Linked DNA regions of Mus musculus: region 1 is linked to region 2. A link is a contact called in public HiChIP or PLAC-seq data. All regions are on one chromosome and are shown on one strand. The core of a region is the stretch at or near the end of the contact, and the rest is flanking DNA. Distances in the headings are between cores, read along the strand shown. Region 1 has its middle 12 kb from the start of Gm28441. Region 2 holds the start of Lax1 (lymphocyte transmembrane adaptor 1).

Evidence for each region. HiChIP or PLAC-seq counts read pairs in DNA pulled down with a chosen protein or histone mark.
Region 1: an HNF4G HiChIP or PLAC-seq map of pancreatic cancer cells shows a contact between it and region 2. The contact joins the enhancer-like site here to the promoter of Lax1 in region 2. A contact is called at or near these places in 2 of 39 promoter capture datasets (the 3T3-L1 cell line and 3T3-L1-derived adipocytes), 1 of 484 Hi-C or Micro-C datasets (natural killer cells), 3 of 115 datasets of contacts at active chromatin or transcription factors (the HPC-7 cell line, effector CD8 T cells and pancreatic cancer cells) and 3 of 9 other capture datasets (adipose tissue, liver and pancreatic islet).

Annotation. Positions count from the first base shown.
Region 1 is chr1:133,819,995-133,826,767 of GRCm38.p6, forward strand. No RefSeq gene overlaps it. Among named protein-coding and RNA genes, the nearest start is that of Gm28441, 12 kb to the right of the region's middle. Within about 2 kb of position 1,392, at least 60 of the 459 cell types and tissues checked have an H3K27ac peak or open chromatin away from gene starts, as enhancers often do. A contact at or near this core is called in the HPC-7 cell line and effector CD8 T cells, where this site is marked.
Region 2 is chr1:133,687,309-133,693,542 of GRCm38.p6, forward strand. It overlaps Lax1 (lymphocyte transmembrane adaptor 1), which reads right to left and starts at 2,800. Exons shown (of 6, transcript NM_001159649.1): 1 at 2,501-2,800; 2 at 1,513-1,696. The coding sequence starts at 1,598.

The DNA.
Region 1 (6,773 bases), core at 142-2,641, 130 kb after region 2:
GGAAAATGGGAGTGGGAAGAGAGGCCTGAAGAAAGGAGAGAGACACTGGTGGTTTGAGGGAGAGAAATAGAGGAAGGTAGGAAAGATGCTGAAGACTCTAAACAGTGAGGGGTAGTGCAAGAGAGGGAAGGAGAAGGAGAGGGAGAGGGAGGGGGAGGGGGGAGGGGAGGGGGAGGGGGAGGGAGAGGGAGCACGAACAGGCTGTGCTCCCAGCTGGAAGTGAGCTCAGCACAGGTGTCAGACACCCAGAGTGGAGACAGAAGGATCCCCAGGCCAAGTCCTCATCTGGTTGGCCAGCTGGGAGCCCTCTGTTAGAGTTTGCCTGTTGCAGCAATGATTGACTGGAAACAGCACAACTCTCCTGCCCCCAAATGTCCCCATACTGTCATTGGGGACCCCTGCTGACTGGGGCCAGTCAGCTGCCTACAGTCTGGGACCCAGACTAGATGGAGATCTCCCACTGTTGTGTTGGTGGTGGCTGCCGTGGAGACATGGGGTAGGAAGAAAGGGCTGGCAGGCTTTGCAGCCCTCAGTAGCAGTACAAAGTAGCTGCTTAGGAAATACTTGTGGGTGGTGATATAGAGCAAGCGGGGCTTGGGGAGAGAGGATGAGATTGGATCATTCTCTCCTCTCTTTCTCCTTTTCCCACTGTCCTAGAGACTGGGGTAGGGGACGAGAAATGTGCGAGGGGAGAAGGAAAAGGGAAGCCTCCAGTTAGAGAACAGGGGAGACCAGGCTCCCCAAGAGCAAAACAGTCCTCCCATATGGAAGAACAACTACTATGTATGAGCCTGTTTGAAGGGGGTTTCACGGGGGAAGAACAGGGGTCAGTTTCCTTAAAGGCACAGGAGGCTCTGCTGAGGAATTGGAGGGTCATGGGACATCTTCCCAGGACAGAGGCAAAAGGAATAAATGAGATACACCGAGGTGAGAAGTCTGAGATGCAGTCTAGAGAGGCAGAGAACTGAGAGGAGAGGTGGCTGAGACCAGAAAGGACAACAACGGGGACTTTCTGTCACCTTTGTCCCCAGAGATAGCTTATCCTGCTTCTGCTAGTACTGCCGTGTCCAAAGCCGGCAGGACAAAGCCCCTGACCAGCTGCCACACATTAAAACCTGGGAATTTGTACTGGGGTAGGAGCCCTGTACAACGGGGATGGAAATAGAAATTTCACTCCCCAGGTTTGGGCGTGAGGAAGCATCTCAGCAGCTCTGGGTTGGGGGCAGGGGTGGGGGACACTGAGCACCGAAGGCCTCAAGGGAAGGAGCGAGAGCAGAGAGGGCAGCATGTGGGGTGGAGAAGAGGACCGGAAGTGGCACTGGTTACTTGGTGACACTTGAGAGAGGGGAGGAGGTCCAGCCCCAGCAAGACAAGGCTATACAGGAGGTGAAGCTGCAGAGCCAGGAACAGGAAGTGACTGTGACATGGGTCCTGCCAGGTGGGGAAAGAGACACACTGGGGAACAAGGAGGAGGAGGGCCAGGCTCAGAGAAATGGGAAAGAAGAGGAGGTGAGAGGGGCTAGCTGGCAAATGGAGCATGGGAGAGAAAGGCTGCCAGAGGCCTGGGTTCTGGTGGGGAGGGAAGGATGTGGGTGGGTGGCCACGGAGGGAGGGAGGGCCGTTGAGTGAGCAAAAGGAAGAGTGCTGCTTTTTCTTTTCTTTCATTTCAATTGCTATCAATAATACGTTCCCGAGGAGCCGCCTTTGACAGCAATTAAAAAAGCATTTATGCTCCCAGAGAGAAATCAGAGCAATTCCTCCCACCGCCCTCCACTCTCCAGCAACAGTCCCTAGTGATGATTTCCCTGGTGGTGTGTCCAAACTGGGGACACACAGGGGAGGGGGATGGAGATGAGCCAGGGCATATTTTCCACCCCTCCCTCCCTGGAGGTGCAATAGCTGGATGTTTTATACCAGGCTCTTCCAGAGTGTGGGTGGCTGTGTAGAGATGGGGTATGCAGAGGCTGGGGATTTTAAGTACTCAGTCAAACCCTTTTTCGATTACCATTAGGCGGGCGGGGAGCTGGGCCTCTTTAGCCTGCTGGAGAGGATGCTTGATTCTCTTTGCTAAAGTGCCAAGAATCTGGGAGGTTGAGGAGGGTACCATCCATTTTAGACCTTTGCTGAGCCACGGCTCTGTGTCAGGACCTACAACCCGTGGTGAAGGTGCTTCAGAACAGAGGCAGGTCAGCCCTGCGGGAGATGGTTGGGAGACAGGGAAGAGAACCAGCTGGGTGGCTATGCAGTTGTTGGTTAAGGGGCACTGGGCGGCTACTAAAAAGCTTAGAGTGGTGGTTAGGCTCAGACTCCTGTAATTCCAGCACTTAAGAGATTGAGGCAGAAAAGGCTACCCTGCCCTACAGAGTGAGACTGCTTCAAAAGAAGGAGGAGGAAGAGGAGGAGGAGGAGAGGGAGGAGGAAGAAGAGGAGGTGGGGGGAGGAAACAGAGGAGGAGGAGGGGGAGGAGAAGAAGAAGGAAGAAGGAAGAAGAAGAAAGTCCATGTCTTAGTGTTTTACTGCTGTGAACAGACACCATGACCAAGGTAGCTCTTATAAGGACAACATTTAATTGGGGTTGGCTTACAGGTTCAGAGGTTCAGTCCATTATCATCATGGCAGAAGCATGGCAGCATCCAGGCAGACGTGGTGCGGGAGATGCTGAGAGTTCTGTCTTCATCTGAAGGCCAATAGAAGACTGGCTTCCAGGCAGCTAGGATGAGGGTCTTAAAACTTATGCCCACAGTGAGACACTTTCTTCAACAAGGCCACACCTACTCCAACATGGCCACATCCACCCCAACAAGGCCAGACCTCCAAATAGTGCCATTCCCTGGGCCAAGCATATTTAAACCACCACACTGCAGCACAGCAATAGTGGAGAAGAAAGGAAGGAAGGATAAAGGAAGGAGGGAGGGGTGGTGGCTGGGGGTTGGGGAAGAGGCTCCTGCTTGGGGACCCTGCCCCTTCTGTTCAGTACTTCTATGATGGCTTTGTGCCAGGCACTGCATACATAAGACTTCTCCACTCAACCTTGCAGCTGCCCCATGACGGGCATGCTCTTCAGCCAACCAGGAAACCAATGAGGAGAGAGTAGTTATGTAATTCACTAGAGGTCCCAGAGGAGTGACAGGGCCAGGGTGAACACCACAGTCTGCCTTCTCACTGCCTAGTGCTCCTTTGCATTGGGAGTTAGGGTCCAGCAGCAATTTCCTATCTGGGATTCTACCTGAAGGTGACCTTTCCCATCTGCGAAACACATCACATCCAATACAGAGTGAGGCAGGGAGCTTGGCGGTACAGCGCATGATCAGCATGCATCAGTGAGGTCCTGGATCCTCTCTCCAGCATCCTTTACCCTTCAAAAGGAAAAATCAAGTGGAGACTGGCCCGGAAGGTGTGTGCTTACGATCTCAGAGCTGTTGAGACAGAAGGAGCACACATTTGGGGCCAGCCTGGGCTACAAAGGAAGACTCTCTCAAAAACAGACAAACAACAACAACAAAACCACAAACAACCTTCGAAGGAGACTGGCTAAGTGGGTTTATAGACAATGGAATGTCTGCCACTTATCAGGAGAAATGAGAGCACTTTGTGTCTGAAGACAGACTAATCCTTAGAGCATATTGTTTAGTCAAAATAAGTGCAAGCACACAGCAATATGGATAATACCCTGCCATCTGTGTGAAGAGGGGAAGAGAAGGAGGATTTTCATACAGCTACTATCTTGCATGAAATACCTTCTGCTTCTTAAAAGGACCACTAGGTTTTTTTTTTCTTTTTTCTTTTTTTTGACATCAACTTGCAGTATTTTGGAGGTGGGAGCAGGAAGAAATAAGTTCGAGACTACCCTGGGCTACTGAGTGAGTTCAGGGTCAGTTTGGGTTACTAAATGAGTTCAAGGCCAGCCTGGAATCCCAGCAAGATCCTATCTCAAACAACAAACAAACAAACAAACAAACAAACGGCAAAATGAGAAGGAGATGGAGCACACCAATGTTATGTGCCTTAGATGGTAAGAAGAGTTGCTTAACCCTTTGAGTTCCCACATCATCTGTTATCAGGGATTCTCCCTTCCTCATGTTTGTTGTTGTTTTGTTCTGTTTTTGTGAAAAAGAGCTTGACTCAGAGTCTCATAAATGACTGTGGGCTCTGAAAGGATCCAAGGGAAAAGGGCTGCTCTACTGGTTCCTGGGTCTCAGGAGTGCTGTGGGCATGCCCCTGCCACCAAGATTGGCTGATGTCTAGTTGTATGGGAGGGGGACGTACAGCTCACTAGGAAGAGAGCACCCGCTTAGTGTTAAGCAGTGCTCTGACCTCCGTGCCCCATCCACAACACCGGCAGGAAACACCAAGGCACCTCTATCTCTGAGTGGAATTCTAAGCCATCTCAGACTCTTTTCTTCAAGAAGTTTCCATTGTCCCCAAGGACCAGAGACTGTTTCTGGAGGGTATGGTTTGTAAGGGCCACGCCAGAGCAGACAAGGAGTTATTCGGGAGGCCAGAGTCAGAAGAACATGGTCCAAACAAGGATTCCACATCCATTATTATGCCTGTGAGTCTCAGTTTCCTCATTGGGAGAATGGGCATGCACCCATGAAGACCAAGTACGTGGTACAAGTCCTGTGTTAGTGTGGAAGAGTGAAAGCTGTGTGAAGCAGCCTCATAGAGTTAGGCAAGGGCTCAACCACTCAGTCACATTCTCTAAACCTCGGGATGGTTTTGATGCAACTATTATAGACTGATAAATGCATCAGTAGACAAACTCTCAAACCAAGCCAAGACCACTCTGGATTTCAAAGGAATATGACTTGATCAGGGCAGGTGCTTTAACTGCTTAAAGGGCACAGAAGTAGGCCACGGAACGGTGGCAGGGTAGGAAAGCTCAATGGGTAGCTACAAAAAATTGTCTCCGGGTTTTCTCCATTGGCTGAACAATTAAGGACAGGTATCCTTTTATTGACTGTGCTTGGAGAGTCCCAGAAAAGATAAGACATAGGTATTTTGATCTTATTCTTGAGAAATTCTCTGGTTTATGTGGAGGTCAGAGGTCATTCAGTCAACCAACAAATGTTTACAGAGCCACTTGTGAAATGGCTCTGACAGATGCCACAGGGTGGGTTAGCCATGGTCCCCGCTCTCCAGATGCAGGGGAGATGATTCCCCTCATGAGAGGCTTGATTCTTCAGGAGAGAAAATTACCACTGTGCCAGCTGTTTGTGTAGGAACCAAGAAAAAGGGCAAGCGGTCAGGGCTGGGGAGGCTAAGTCAGAGAAGACTTGGGGAGGAGGGTGGAGCTAGCCAGGAGAACCAGAGGGTCAGGGAGAGATGTGGGATGACCCTGTGGAACACTGAGTGGCTTCAAGGGAGTGACACAGAATGAGGTAAATAGGAGGGGCTGCTGGTGGAGGGACTGGAACCAGATGGATATTTCCCCAAAACCCCTCTAGCCAGGCGGCTGTGCCCTGCTGTGCACCTGCTTGCTATTCTCCCCTGGTTTTACTCAGGGATTTTTGTCTGGTTAACATCACAATGAACAGGAGCCCTAAGCCCTGGGCAGGGACAAGAGCAGGTGCCACAATGAGACAAGGGCACAGATAAGCCTTGACAGTTGTGAGGGACTAGTCACTAGAATGTCAGACTGTGGCCACCTGGCTTTTGCTGACCTCAGGCCTAGTCTAGAATGCAAGGAACAGGGGCCTGGCTGGTCTCTTCACCAGCTCTGTGTCTGCATTAAAGCCCGCCCACGCCGGGACATGCTGGGCCTCCCAGGAGCTGAGCCTGGCAGAGTCAGATAAATATTGATTGTCTGCTCAGCCATCCGTGCAGAGAACCAAAGGCCGGGCAGGAGGGGGAGCCTATCAGGCGGTCCTGATGTGAGGGAGTTGGGCGGTGCCAAAGGCTGAGAGGAGAAGCAGGTGTCCTAGGGTGATGAGCACCCACCCGGAGCACTTGGGGCTCTTGTCAGCTGCAAATGGTTCAGGGAGCATCAGGGCGAGCAGGGAGTCCAGCAGAATTAGAAGCGTCTTTAAGCTAAGAACAGTTGACTCTTCAGAGGCTGTTGAACTATCATTATCACAATGGTGAACTGTCTTCACCAGCTCCCTGTGTGGCTGTACCATTCATGACGGTTTTTCCGGTGGCTTGAGAGGTTGTGGGACCCTATCAAGAAAGACCAGCACTCCACTGGAGTCTGGCGCTGCTCAAGTGCAAATACCAAGCTCGAAGCTCCGAAGCTCCGGGAGGGATTTTCAAACTGAGAGTAGTGGTGCAAGTCAGGAACTCCAGCTCTTGGGAGGTGGAGATCAGAAATCTGAGCTCTTGAGGCTCAGATCTGCTACATTGTGAGCCTGAGGGTGAGACCTGGGTTTGTAAAACCACAGCAAACTGCAACACCCAACCACCACCACCACCACCACCAAAAAAAGTGTGTACGAGGTTGAGCCTAGAGGTCGGAGCATGCTAAGGCAAACCTGTAATCTCAGGATTTGGGAAGTTGACACGAGACTATTGAAGTTCCAGGCCAGCCTGGATTCCCAAGGCCCCAGAACAGCCAGGCTCTACCTTGCTGCCTTTTCTTCCTCGAGCTGGGCCAAGGGAGGGTGGGTGTTCTTTCCTTAATTCAGATACCATCCTAGGAGCTGTAAGTGTATGGAGGGATCCATGTTCACTACTTCATTCCTAGACCCCCTGTGCCTGTGATCCCACTGACCCCACAGGCTGAGCCTGCAGGGATGGGGTGGGAGTGGGGGTGGGGTGGGGTAACTTTGGGGAGA
Region 2 (6,234 bases), core at 1,550-4,049:
TATGGCAATTATCCCAAAAAATTAAAAATAGAATCGCCATATGCTCTGTCAGTCCCACTACAAGAACTTTATTCAAAGCAAATGAAAACTGTGTCTGTACTCCCGTGTTTATTAGAGATGTTTGTACTGTCATAATCTTTGCAGCAAAAGTCACCATAGCCAAGATGCAGAATTAACCCGCGTGTCTATCAACAGATAAGTGGATAGAGAGAATTCGGAATACACATGCAAAAGATATCACTGAGCTTTAAAAGGGAAGACGATCTTGTCATTTGCGACATGGTGGATGGACCCAGAGGACCTAGCATTAAGTGAAAGAACCCAGGAACAGATAGGTCCTGCTCCGTCTTGCTTATATGCAGAGACTAAATAGATTGAACTCAGAGACTCAGAGAATAGAATGGAGGTCACCAGAGGTGGTAAGGGAGGGTTCCCAGAGGTGCCAAAGGTCAGGTAGAAGGAAGAAGTTCAACATGGCAATGCTGAAAGTAATGGATTCTTGAACATTGCTTAAAAGTGTTATTTGAAGCATCCTCTCATAAAAGGATATGTCACGTAATACATACGGTATTTAGCCATCCATAATACACATGTATTGCAAAACTATGTGCTAAACATAATACATAAGTACAGATTTTATTTACTGACTACCAAGTGAAAAAGAAAGAGAAAACAACAATAAAGCAAATGTCAACTTAAAAAAGAAATAGTTTTAAGGGGTCAGTGAGAGGGCTCAGTGTGTAAAGGCACCTGCAGCCAAGCCCAACACGCTAAGTTTGATCCCTGACACCCATATGATGAAACTGACTTCTGTAAATTGCCCTCTGACCTCTACACCATTCTACTCCCCCCAGATATAATAAAGAGGGAACTCATTTTAAGAGGGTGCTCCAGGCTTCAGCGATGGATAGGAACTTGGTCCTCTTCGTTTGTGTTTGACCTGCTCGTGACACTGATTTACTCTGGTCATCACGCTGACTTTTCCTGAAACTACAGCAATTCAGGAACAGAATACACTGTCATTGGGTTTTTACTTTGATGGAAGAGCTGGAATTTACCCATTCTAATGTTTCTAAAATCTCAGCGCCCTATCAACAGATGCTTTCCTTTTGTGTATTTGAGATTGAAAACTTCCGGAGCACGTTGACATCCGTGACTAGCTCTGTAAGGTCCTAAAACTTTATGACGTCTGCAGTTACATTTCTCACTCATGACAAGGGCTTTAGGATCTAAAAACTCATTGCAGGGATTAGGCCAAGAGGTTGGAAATCTCAAGGGCAGAGGTCAGGACCTCTGAGTGGAAGAAGATCCCCTCAGAAATTCACCTCTCAGTCAGTCCGTCCCTCTCCCCTCAACCCCAGTATCTCTTTTCTTCCCTCCCAGCATCCCTCGGGGAAACAGCTCTTAGCTCCCCAAGTTTGCTCATCTTGGTGGACCCAGGTCTGGGTTGGAAATAGACCATTCCTGTAGGAGATCAGGGGACCCTGGGGCTCACTTTCCCAAAGCACTCACCCCTGCAGGCTGCCAAGAGTCCCCTGCCGAGTGCTGGGCTCTGAGTTCCTTCTTGTGACCTCTGGAGGGGCCGGGGTGCTGTACATCACTGGACCTCTGAGGGGCTTTGCAGCTTCTAAGCCTTTTCAGTGTCGTGACTGACTAGCCAGTATGGCTTCCACTTTTCTTAGCTCTTTCTAAGTTGCTGATTCATAGAGGGGAAAAAGGGTAAACTGGTATGCATTTTGCATATAATCACCTTTTAAAAAAAAAGTAGATAATAGAATGACAGAAAATTCTCCAAATCCCTATGTATTCCAAATTGTATCATTTTGTACTATTGAAATTTCTTATTTAAGTACCCAAGATGATATATATATATATACATATATATATATGTATATATATATATACACATATATACACATACATATACATATACATATACATATACATATACATATACATATACATATACATATACATATACATATACATATATGGGGGGTGTAGGATCTTGAACTCTGATCCTCTGCCTCTGCTCCCTCAGCACTGGGATTTCCAGGTGTGCACCACCGCACTCATGAAGGTGGTTCTGGAGCTGGAACCCCAGGGCTTCGAGTACCTCATGCAATGCAGCCACCTCCCAGTCATTCTTCCTAGATCATATTCACCAAGGTTCTCACATACAAAACTGGTTTTTAGTTTTTGTTTCTTTCTGAAGCTTTTAATCTTCTGTTCTAGAATGTTCTCCCAACAAACTGCCTTCTTTGGGCTGGTGCGATGGCTCTGCAGGTAAAGGTACTTACTGCCAGTTTAATGACCCAAGTTTACCCTCTGCATGCATAGTGGAAGGCAAGAACCGGTTCCTACAAATTATCTTCTGATCTTCCGAGACACACACACACACACACACACACACACACACACACACACACACAGAACGGCTGTACCACCACTACTACTACTAACAGCAACAACAATAGTAATAAGACCCAAACCTCCCTACCTTCACCTGAAATTCCAGGCTGAGTTGGTAGAAGGTTCATCAGAGTTGGTCTACTGGAGGTGGCCACAATGCCCACTGCAGGAGCCGTGCTCTTTCTCACCCAGCTGTCTGTGCTCCCAGTGTGAAGCAGTAGGGCCACTCTCTAGTTTCTGCCAGTTGATGGAAACATGAGGGGCCTGTGGGGGAGTAGGGAGGCGACTGTCAAGAGGCCCAGCGTTTTCGTGAGAAAATCTTCTTCCTCCAACCCCCAGGGCAGTGTGAAAACAGCAAACCACTCTGGCAGAATGGAAAGTCGCTGACAGGAAGCACCCTCCACCGGTGTGCTAATAAGGCCAGGGCACAGGAAATGCTCCGCTCAACCCAGACAGCAGGAAACCCACCTTCAGCCCTCCTGTTCCCCACAGGCACTCTGGCATCTGGGGCCCATGTGGTTGAAGAGTCAGAGACATGACTATTCACCCTGTTTTTCTGAGTGTTAAAAACCTCTAGGGTCAAAATTCGAAGGTTCAAGACAATGTGCTTGCGTAGCTATTGTCATTGGTTATCTTTACTTATTTATGCTTTTCACATCTATTTACTGTGTCTGCACACATGCCGTGCCACATGAGTGGGGGTCAGAGAACACTGGAGGGAGTGTGTTCTTTCCTACTTACTGTGTTGGTCTCAAGAGTCAAACTAGGGTGTTGGACAGAGGCAAGTGTTTGTATCCAATGAACCATCTTGCACACTATGTTTTTTTTGTTTTTTGTTTTTGTGAGGCAGATCTCCCTTCAGAGGTCAAGTTGACTGAACTCATAGTAGCTTCTTGTCTTAATGTCCCTGGTGATGTGCTTACAGGTGTGAATCAGGCTCAGGGCTCAGAATGGTTCTTACCCCTGCTCCCAACCCAAGACAGGGTTTCTCTACACATCCATGGCTTTTCTTTCTTTCTTTCTTTCTTTCTTTCTTTCTTTCTTTCTTTCTTTCTTTCTTTCTTTCTTTCTTTCTTTCTTTCTTTCTTTCTTCCTCCCTCCCTCCCTCCCTCCCTTCCTCCCTCCCTCCCTCCCTCCCTCCCTCCCTCCCCCCCCCTCTCTTTTTGGTTTTTCGAGACAGGGTTTCTCTGTATAGCCCTGGCTGGCCTGGAACATACTTTGTAGACCAGGCTGGCCTCGAACTCAGAAACCCGACTGCCTCTACCTCCTGAGTGCTGGGATTAAAGGCGTGTGCCACCACTGCCCTGTTCTGTATTTCACTACACAGGCCAGGCTGGCTGACCTCAAACTCTCAGAGGTCCTCCAGCCTCTGTCTCCTAAGGGCTGGGATTGAAAAAGTGTACCACCAATGCTGGCCTTAGAATGGTTCTTAGCAGATCTCAAAAGAGCTAGAATTAGTTGTTTAGAGAGCTGTACAGAGCTGGCACCCGCTTGTGGTTCCGTGGGTGGACTGGCTTCATAAATAGATCTTCTGCAGGTGATAATGCCAGAGGTGAGCTGAGTTTCATACTCTCAGAGCCTCTGTTCCGGTATCATAGTGGGAATGGAACCGAGCCCGGGTTACAGGGCCGTTGGCCACTGTTTCTTCCTCAGGGCTTCTGGTGAGGGGCTATCTGTTGCTGGCCTGGCTCTGCTGCAGCCAGTCCCAGTCCTGGGTAACCTCTCATTTCAGGTACTGCTGGGTTTCTCGCCAGCATTTACCTCAAGCTCCCAAGCTTGGGAGAAAGTTTCGAGTTTGTTTCTAAAATCCCTTCCCTTTCGCTTCACGTGTGTCGGGAAACCAACCCTCCTGGCGAGTCAGCCAGAACCACCACGAGTGTATAGAGGATGCAGGGAGCCTCTCTCACGACACTTGCCAAACCAGGTGGAGCTCCAGGTAACTGGAAGGGGTGGCCTCCGTGCCTTTGCCATTCTGCCTCGCTGGGACCTCTTTCAGGTGCACGCTGGAGTTCTTGGCTTCCAGAGCCTGGACACAACCTACTTGTTCCAGTTCTCCCAAGGCCCAGAGTACTGTGCAGGAAATCCCGCCACGCCAGGCTCTGGGGAGCCTGCTTAGCTAGAGACAGATAGTCTGGGGGCTGGGACCTAGGTCTCTGCCTACATTTCCTTGGGATCAGGTTTGAAGAAAAACTAGTATTCCTTTAACCTGGTAGTGGTGGGAGGCAGAGGCAAGAGGATCTCTGAGTTCGAGGCCAGCCTGGTCTACAAAGTGAGTTCCAGGACAGCCAAGGCTGTACAGAGAAACCCTCTCTCAAAAAAACAAAAACAAAACAAACAAACAAACAAACAAACAAAAACAAAAAACAAACTATTATTCCTCTAACCTGGTAGTGGTGGGAGGCAGAGGCAAAAGGATCTCTGAGTTCGAAGCCAGCCTCGTCTACAGAGTGAGTTCCAGGACAGCCAGGGCTACACAGAGAAAACCTGTCTCAGAAAACAAACAAAAATAAACCAAAACAACAAACCAATCTCGGATTCTGCACTGGATTCCTTGCTCTAGAGACTGGTGGCCAGGTTGCCCTTGTGAAGGTGAGTGGGGCCTCAAGGGAAGACAGGAGGAACTGACCTCAGATGGTAAGCAAAATATTTTTCCCTGTGTGTGATCATCTCTTTTGTTTGTCCAGCCCGCTGCAGGCCTTACCTCCCCCGGTGCCATTCCAATCCAGTGCCTAAGGAAAACCACCTCAGAGGAATTCTCTCCCCAGGCTGCCGGCTCCACAACTTTCCTTCCTCAAGTCAAACCTGGCTAAGAGATTAAGATAAGGTGGGGAACACTTTCTGAGAAACAAGGTGCATGTTTTAAACTGGATTCTTCTAGTGTTCCTTAAAACCTTTCAAAATCATTTTAGTGTGATGTTCGATTATAAACTAGTAGGGCTGGTTTTATTCTAGCTTTTTCTTTGGTCAGGGTCTTGCTGACCTTGAGCTCTCAATCTTCCTGCCTTAGAATTCCCAGTGCTGGGATTATAGGCATATGCCACCGTACTAGGGTTAGATTGGCTTGAAATAGACTCAACTTATGTATATTGGTGAGCAGTCTCTTGATGGAAGTGGGGGAGAGGTGTTGCATGCTACGCCATCAGTGCCCATAATGCCAAATTCTTTCAGATGTCTTCTTCACATAGGCAGGCACAAGTTCAGATTCTAACCACCCAAAGGATCCTGGCAACAGTAAAAGTTAATACACAATATTGTTGTGAAAATTAATTGGTCCACTAATGAAAAATGTCTGGTTCTGAACTTCCAATACACACACACACACACACACACACACACACACACACACACGAGCTTATTAAACAGGGCCTGCTATGCTGTTATAGTGACATTAATCTCATCCTCTAATTAATTAGAACTGTCCCCATTGTCCTCCATTCCACTGTTACTTTAGTCCTTAAACACAGGGCCAGCCTGGCTCTATCCCAAACAAAACATCGGTAACTCCCCGTCCCATACCTATGATGCAGGGCTCACTGGGCAGCTAGTCTTAGGTTCTCCCTTGGCATGGCATCTGGTCTAGATGGTGGCTCCCCTGTGAGTGCATGTATTACACAGAGGCCCTATCCACTCTCACTTTGTATGATGGGTGCCCAGGTATCTTCATTTCATAAGCACTTTTTTTTCCTTTTGTAAAAGACCTGTAAAGTCATCTCTGAAGCCCTGTGCTAGTCCTTTCTGGCATGTAGACCTTGAGGTCATTGTTACTTTTTACCTTGGACTCTTAGATTGTTAAAAACATCAAATATTATCTTTAGAAAAAAT